2 separate regions of the Ovis aries genome follow, and region 1 is linked to region 2. The links are chromatin contacts, called in public Hi-C maps. All regions are on one chromosome and are shown on one strand. The core of a region is the stretch at or near the end of the contact, and the rest is flanking DNA. Distances in the headings are between cores, read along the strand shown. Region 1 overlaps SRPK2 (SRSF protein kinase 2). Region 2 holds the start of KMT2E (lysine methyltransferase 2E (inactive)).

Region 1 (4,010 bases), core at 79-2,578, 98 kb before region 2:
TTCTGTGTGGGTTTACCTGGCCAGAAGTATGCCAGATATTCTAGAATTTCTTTTGGAATCATCTTTATCAGTTTATAGTATAGCTTTCCCGCCTTGTATGGTTTTCCTGTTACTATGCAGATTTTAAGGCGTCTCTCATGGTGAAGCAGCTCTCCTTTCATGGAAGATTGTGTGTACTTGGATGCCTGTTCATGGAGCTTAGTCTGAGAACGGCATCCTCAGGAGTAGATTTCCAGTTCTGAGCAGCTCGTGCTCAGCAGTTGCTCTTATTTGCAAACCTGGAGAGTGCTTATTCCACTAAGTACAGAAGAATGTCCCCCATGGAGCTGGTTTTGCCATGTGGTGTGTGTGCTTCCATAGTTTGCTCTAACGTTGTCCTGGTGACGTCAGCAGTCACTACAGAATCAGCGGAGCTGCATTAGAGAGGACGCGGAAAGAGGAAGGAGCGGCCTTGAGCAGAGCTGAGGTCTGGGGGCGCCTGCTTTCCATCTTTATGGCTCTTTGAAAATTACTCTTGGGATCATTTGTAGAACATAGTTTTGGTTTTTTGGCCCTGCCAGGCAGCATACAGACCTTAGTTCCCCAATCAGGGTTTGAACCCATGCCCCCTGCGCTGGGAATGTGGAGTCTTAACTTCCAAACCGCCAGGAAAGTCCCTAATGTAGTTGACTTTTGTTACTACTTAACATGTGGCCATACAATTTACACCATGTTACTGAGTAATATTAAATAATATTCATCAAGTATATGTACGGGGTCTGGCTGTGTTTTTGACCACAATTCTCTGAAGACTGAACACTTATAGTTTTGTGAGTATGTAATATAATTCTGCAGTGAGCATATTTGGGGGTCAGGGTTTATTTCCCTAGGTAGGATTCCTACAGCAGGAGTTCCTGGGTAAAGGGGTGGACATTCATTGGTTGCTCCCACTTACGCGTGCAGAGACTGTCTGTTGCTCCTCTCAGGTGGCAGGCGGCTGCCGCTTGGTCTCCATGCTTGGCTCTGTCCCTGTCCTCATGTGGGAGTCAGGAACTGACCTAAACCCTCTCCCTTTCCCAGAGAGACAGTCTTGTGATTTCTTTGTTCAGAACTGTGTGCACATCATGACAACCCTGTAGACAGACCAGTTCATAAGAATGAAAGCATCTCGGCCAAAAGGCAGTCGTTATGGGGTAATTACAAGTGGTTTTTCCTTTTGTTTTTTTACATTGTGATACTGTCTTTTGGGATAGTCTTTTACCATCTCTGTGATTAAAGAAAGAGGAGGGGTGTGCATCTACTCTGAGTCACAGACCAGGCCTCCTGAGAAGACCTTTGTGAGCACAGGCCCAACCCTCTGTGGGCACATGTTGTGTGCTAGCCGTCTGCTCTGTCCAGGCCACAGCGGGCATCCCTGGAGGGAGCAACTGGCCCAGCCCGTGTGCGAGGGGCCTGTCAGCAGCCTGGGCCCCAGGGCGTGGAGGTGGCCTCGCGGTGTGCAGGTCCTGTGGGACCTCCTGTGAACATTTGCAGCAGGGAAAATGAGTTATTCTTCATGACAGTCATCCTGTCCTTTTTACTTAGAATGACTTTTTTTCCTATTATGAAAAAGGCTATTACAGTTCCCAGACCATTTACTAGCATGTCAGTCACTCTGTCTGACATGAAGAGGGCTGTTCATGACTGGCACTTTTCTTTTTTTTTTTTTTTGACTGGCACTTTTCATACTGCAGTTAGAACATTTTGAAAAGGATAACTTAAGGCTTTTTATAAATTGATGTCTGATAGATTTTAGAACAGATTTGTGGAGATCAGTGGGATTTTGATTTGGGTGGACTCTAGAGTTGTGCTGTCCAGTGGCTACTTGTAGCTATTTAAATATTAAGCCTCTGTTCCTTAGTCACCAGCTCCATCCCGAGTGCTCAGTAGCTGTGTTGAGCTGGCAGCGACCATATTGGACAGCAGAGATAAAGTGCTGATACATCTCTATCATCACCCAAAGTTCTCTTCATTAGCGCTCTTCCAGATGGAAAGATTACCCTTTCTTTTCATGGTAACCTACAGAAAAAAAGCAGTCTATTTTAAGGAGTTCAAAATAGCATGTATCTTAAAGCTTTTTCTAAGCAAGTAAGCAAATTGCAGAGTCCCAAGTTGAAGAGTACCTGGATCCATCCTAGCAAATGAAAATATTCTGAGTGTCCTCAGCATGCTCCGCTTATTGAAAGAAACCTGGAACTGATACAGATGAATTTTTCCCTTTTAAATGAACCCCTGTTTACATTGACCAGGCTTCCTTAGTGGGGAAGCTGGCCTTTATTGTCGTGTAGTGTTGCAAAGGTAAGTATCTGCTTGATTGTGAAGAACTCAGCTGGACCAGCAATGGGAAATGCGCTTTAGAAGCTTTCTTGACATTGCCTGTTCTTCCCTGTAGGAGAACTGCGGCACATCACCAAACTGAAGCCCTGGAGCCTCTTTGATGTACTTGTGGAAAAGTATGGCTGGCCCCATGAAGATGCTGCACAGTTTACAGATTTCCTGATCCCGATGCTAGAAATGGTTCCAGAAAAACGAGCTTCAGCAGGCGAATGCCTTCGGCATCCTTGGTTGAATTCTTAGCAGATTCTGCACTCGCCCATTCTGAGCTGGCACACGTTGTCCAGCGCATTTGGCCCTAAAGGGGGACTCTCATTCTTAACAGGATTACAAGTGAGCTGGCTTCATCCTCAGACCTTTATTTTGCTTTGAGGTACTGTCATTTGACGTTTTGCTTCTTGTGCACTGTGATCCTGGGGAAGGGCAGTCTTTTGTCTTCAGCTTAGTAGTTTACTGACCCACTTTTCTTCTGAAAACAATAACATGTCTCTAAGCATTGTTTCTTGTGTTGTGTGACATTCAAATGTCATTTTTTTTTTGAACGAAAAATACTTTCCTCCTTGTGTTTTGGCAGGTTTTGTAACTATTTATGAAGAAATATTTTAGCTGAGTACTATATAATTTACAATCTTAAGAAATTATCAAGTTGGAACCAAGAAATAGCAAGGAAATGTACAATTTGATCTTCTGGCAAAGGGACATCATTCCTGTATTATAGTGTATGTAAATGCACCCTGTAAATGTTAATTTACATTAAATATGGGATGGGGACTCAAATTTCAGAAAAGCTACCCAGTCTTGAGTGCTTTGTAGCCTAAGTTGCATGTAATGGACTTTTAACTGCTCCAAGGAGTTGTGCACACTTTTCATCCCATGACAGTCCTTTTGCATTGGATTTTAAACAACTGGGTCTAGGTTATGTCATTCCCTGTATGGCACTTTAAAGAAAGGACATGCTTCTCATTCTGAAATACACATTATAGTTTAGTGGTCCCATTCGTATTTTTGCATATTTTTAATTAAAAGTACTTTTAAGGAAAAAGAGCAATTTCCCTTTAAAAATGTGGTGGCCCAGTACCACGTGGTGTTGCTTCCTCCAGGCACTGTAAGTTAAACTCTACATAGATTAAATTGGACACAAGAAATATGTTCAGTGTGGAATGAAAAAATACACATATATTTTTTGGAAAAGCTTATTTGTGTTTGTCTAGAACCAAGGTATGGTATATACAACTTGCAGTGCAATGGGAAGAAAGAATACTAACATCTCAGAGAAAACGGGGACTACATTCATTCCAGAGACAGTTTTGTGTGTGGCTACAACAAATTTTACTAGCTTTTTTATTGTCTTTCCATGCACTGAAGTTGAGAAAATGATTTTCCCTTTGCAGGTTGCACACAATTTTGTTTAAGCATTTCCTTCAAATTGTAGAATCCAGGACACAAACCATAGTAGGCAATACAATTTTAGAATGTAATATATAGAGGTACACTTAGCCTCTTTTAGAAATCAGTGGATTGAATGTTGTTTTTTTTAAAAAATTTTACATTCCTCAAGGTGCCTCGTTTTTCTTGACTTTGTCCATTAACATTTATCCATATGCCTTTGCAATAACTAGATTGTGAAAAGATAACAAGTGTTGTAACAATAATCCATT
Region 2 (3,924 bases), core at 82-2,581:
GTCTCCAGAACTCCTAACACCTTATGTTATTCACATCTCTAAAAGGTGAGGGGACACGGGCAAAACGGGGCTCACTCTAAAGCTAACTCTAGCGATTCCCCCTTGACTTTAAACTGTATCATTCGTAAAACACAGTCCAGCAAGAGTGCATCTCTAAGGAGCTAAGGCCGATGGAAGAGAGCCCTCCGGATTGTTTGCTCTCTCCTCCTCCCCTGTTTAGCACAGTGAACCGTTTGTTTCTCTTCTGTGTCTGCTGCCACAGTGTTTGTGCCAATCCCTTGGTCAAAATCAGCTTTCCTGAAATGTGCCATATTGTGGCTTCTAAGCCTCCGCTACAGTAAAAGGCGACGATAATGCAAGCGGGGAGGGGGCGGGGGGCAGACTGAGACGGCTGGGTGCTGGGGTGACCACCTCAGGGGCGGGTTTACCCTCTCTCGGAGAGGATGAGGAGCTGACTCGTTCTCCCACAAAGGGATATACCCAAGGCGTTCTTTCCACCCCCTTCGTATTTACGAGAAAATTGAGCCAGAGACTGCCAGGCGACAAATGGAAGCAGCATTAGAAAATGGGGCCTATACGGGTTCCCAGCACCTGAACAAGATGCGGTAGAGGAAAGGGAGAGAGCTGGCAGCTCCTGGGACCACTTCGACACAAACCCTACTAACAGTCACAAACCTACCTCCTTACCCCAAGCGGCTCTAACCCGCTGCCGGCGACGAGTGCGCCCCCTCCCTAACTCCCACTCTCAAGGGGGTTTAACTGCCAGTTTCCCCTTCCCCAACCCTAAAACCCGCCATAATGCTCCCTTCCTAGGGACAAGGAGGAAAAAGGATATATTCGAATCAAACAAGCAATGTCTAGCCCCCGCCAAGACACCTGAGTCAACGTCGACTCCCCCACACCGTAAGGATAAAGATGAGAAAGCCCCCTCCCCCTGGAAACACACGTCCCTCCACCCCGCAAACCCCAGGAACTCCCAAGGAGACGACAGGCACTGACCTGTGATGTTCACACACCAGACACCCGAACCCCGTTATTTGCTCGACCCCCAAGGAGTCTCTCCACACCTCCGCGGTCAGACGATCCCCCGACAGCAGCCACTGCAGACACAGGACCCGGCTCCACACACCCCCTCCCCAAACAGCAGCGCTCAGCCTCTTCGCCAGCAACCGAGGAGTAGGGGAGGGGGCACAGAGACAGTCAACAGGAACGCAGAGGCTACGGCGAGGCTGCTTAGAGTGTCTATGCCCCCTCTATTTGCCGCTCCCGAACTCAGGTACCGTCTCCGACTCAGCCCCCTGCGCCCGCTCAGTGTCACTGCCTCTCGCTCTGGGAAAATGGCGGCTGACGGCGGCGGCCGCGGCGGCGGCGGCGGCCGCGGCGGCGGCAAGTGCACGGGGCCCGCCCGCCCCGCTCCGCAGGGGCAGAGGGGGAGGGGACGAAGCTGCCCGCCGCCATTTTGCTTATGGGCTGCCGCCCGCCGTTGCCTCTCCACGGAGGCTCGAAGACAGCCAACTGGAAGCAGAGCGGTCAACAGAATCTCCGTCTATTTCACAACAGATGCATTCAACAATTCACCGAAGGTTTGGGAAAGTTTCGGTATTTGATGGGATTGGTTTTTTATCCCCTTTCCCTGAGTAGTCCTTAAGTCTGGATATCGGTAAGCTTGGGCGCGACACTACTGGGTGGAAAGATAATGATTGTAGGCCTTGGAAAGACCCCCCCCTCTCCCCGCAAGCACTTTCTCCCACTCCCCAAACCACCTCTGTCCTACTCTTTCCTCCCCCCCCCTCCCCCAGTCTGGCCTCCGGAGCGGGGTGAACTCGGTTAGGGTGTCACTCGACGCCCACTAGGGGCTGAGGCGGCTTCAGTGCGCAGGCTCCGAGCACCGGATAAAAGCGGAGCTGTTGAGTCCAGCGCCGTCTCGATGGAGGAGCGAGAAACGGAAGAGGTCGGGGGGAGAAGCAGCTGGAAAAATACAGCCACCGTCAGCGCCGCCTCCCTGCCACCGTGTATCGGGGTAAAAAGCTGTCGTTGCCGTCGGTGCAGTTGCCGTCGCTACCTCCTACTTCTTTGGCCCGGGGGAACGATTTCCCCGCCGCGGGATAACGTGCGGGGAGGGGATCGGGAATTCTTTTAGATGGCAGTTGACTAAACGGGGGAGGGTCAGACAGACGCTTATCTAAGAACAAAAGGGAAGGCCAAAAAATAAAGGGTTTCCCCAGCAAAATGACACGGTGATTGCGGTTCTTGTTTTCGGGGTCTTTCCCCGAAATGGCGGTTTCCGTCTTCTTGCTCCACAGCGACCCGGAGCGCTCGGTAAGCGGGGTGGGGAGAGGCAGAGGTGGTCCACGCAGCCAATCAGTGTCTGATGTGTTCTGTCGAGCGCGTCCTGATTGGCTAGCAGTGACCTCATGCTGCAGCAGCGGGTGGGGCCAGAGCCGCCGGGGGAGGCTGTTGCAAAGGCCGAGAGGGAGAAGTGACGATGGTGTTCGTTGCTGCCGCGCCCGATTCGGAACACAAGCTGTGGCGAGGGGAATCTAAAGGTTCTTCCTTGACTATTTTCTCCTGTCCCTGCGCGAGGTGAGGGCCCCGGCTCGGCCTCTGCGAAACTTTGGGGCGCTGGCGCGGACGAGAAAACAAATTCTCCCGTGACTTTAGGAACTGCGTCAGGGCAAGATGGCGCTGGGTCTCCTTGGGGCGCGGGGGGAGAGGCACGTCCACCGTCGCCGCAGCGCATGTGACTGGGCTGCATTCCTGTGGGGTTTGGCTCAGACCCAGGCGGGGGCGGGGGAGGGGAAAGGGCTGGGGCGGAGTAGTCTGTGGTGCGGTCGGCGTCGGCGGCCTGAAGAGGAAGAGTTGACTGAGGGCTCTTCCCCTCCCCCATACTGCTTAACAGCTGCGGCTCGTTGGGGAAGCCCCCCGAGGGACGGTCCTGATGGGGATGTGACGGCTGTTGGTGAAGGGAAAGACTTGTCGCCCTATTTTCTTATCTGCCTTTCTCCTTCGAAGTATACTTACGTAAAGTGGCTGGTCCCTAATGTGGGAGCTGGAATCAGCCACGAGTCAGGAAAGGCCACTGGACTGAGTAGAGTCTAGCTTCTGGGCCACAGCGCCGAGGAATATCGATTAATTTCTGAGAAAACTTAAGTTTTTCAGATTCGAATAGCAAAATAATCTTAAGTTTGGAATCAAGTGTGAAAAGTGTGATGATAAATACCCAGGAGCACTTATAATTTCCTGAAAGTTAAAAAGAAATCAAGGAGTATACCATCTGAAGTTTGAGGGCCCTTTTCAAACTTGTTGCTTCAATCTGTACTTTCTTCCCGTTTTCTCCCTGTTTGTATATCCTATAAGAATGTGAAATCCTATCAATTTTTTTGAAATTTAGACGTGATTAGTAATACAGAATAAAAACTGCTAGTATTGTAATATACATGAAGTTGTAAGGGTGTTTTCAGTATTCTTGGTCTTCTGTTGTTTTTCCTCTTAACTGTGGTTTTTAAAAATAAAAATGAAATTGTAATCATTTTTGGTAAATATTATTCAAGAAGATTCCTGTATCATGAAATATTAAAACTTGGCTCTTTAAATCACTTTTGTATAAGTATGAATTTTAATTTTAGTATTTGAAACTTTGCTAGGTGAACATTTCCAGCAGCTCAGAAGTTCTTATGGTCAATATTGGCAGGTTAAGTAGGGAAGTCTAATTTTATTTTTTTATTATTCCCGCTTGCCAAAGTAGTGTAGCAGCCATTAATTGAACTAGAGAAGAAAAAGGGCTTCTCACCTTGGGTGGTGTTGAGTGACAGCTGGGAGTTACTCAACGAAGACTTTTCCATCTAAATCTGACTTGCTTTTTTTACTGAATATCTATATTTGGTGCTATGAGAATGTTCGTTGGTCCTAAAAAGATAAGTTTAA

The links. Hi-C and Micro-C count contacts between places; a contact is called where the count stands out from the background.
Region 1: a contact with region 2 is called in a Hi-C map of hypothalamus, with 2.1 times the contacts expected there. The contact joins the enhancer-like site here to the promoter of KMT2E in region 2. A contact is called at or near these places in 2 of 16 Hi-C or Micro-C datasets (blood and hypothalamus).

Annotation. Positions count from the first base shown.
Region 1 is chr4:47,800,614-47,804,623 of ARS-UI_Ramb_v3.0, reverse strand. SRPK2 (SRSF protein kinase 2) reads left to right here. Exons shown (of 17, transcript XM_060414671.1): 17 at 2,411-4,010. The coding sequence ends at 2,595. Among named protein-coding and RNA genes, the nearest start is that of KMT2E, 98 kb to the right of the region's middle. Within about 2 kb of position 1,328, at least 4 of the 54 cell types and tissues checked have an H3K27ac peak or open chromatin away from gene starts, as enhancers often do. A contact at or near this core is called in hypothalamus, where this site is marked.
Region 2 is chr4:47,702,454-47,706,377 of ARS-UI_Ramb_v3.0, reverse strand. It overlaps KMT2E (lysine methyltransferase 2E (inactive)), which reads right to left and starts at 1,331. Exons shown (of 25, transcript XM_060414670.1): 1 at 1,000-1,331. It overlaps LOC114114509, which reads left to right and starts at 1,454. Exons shown (of 7, transcript XR_009600398.1): 1 at 1,454-1,583; 2 at 1,800-2,020.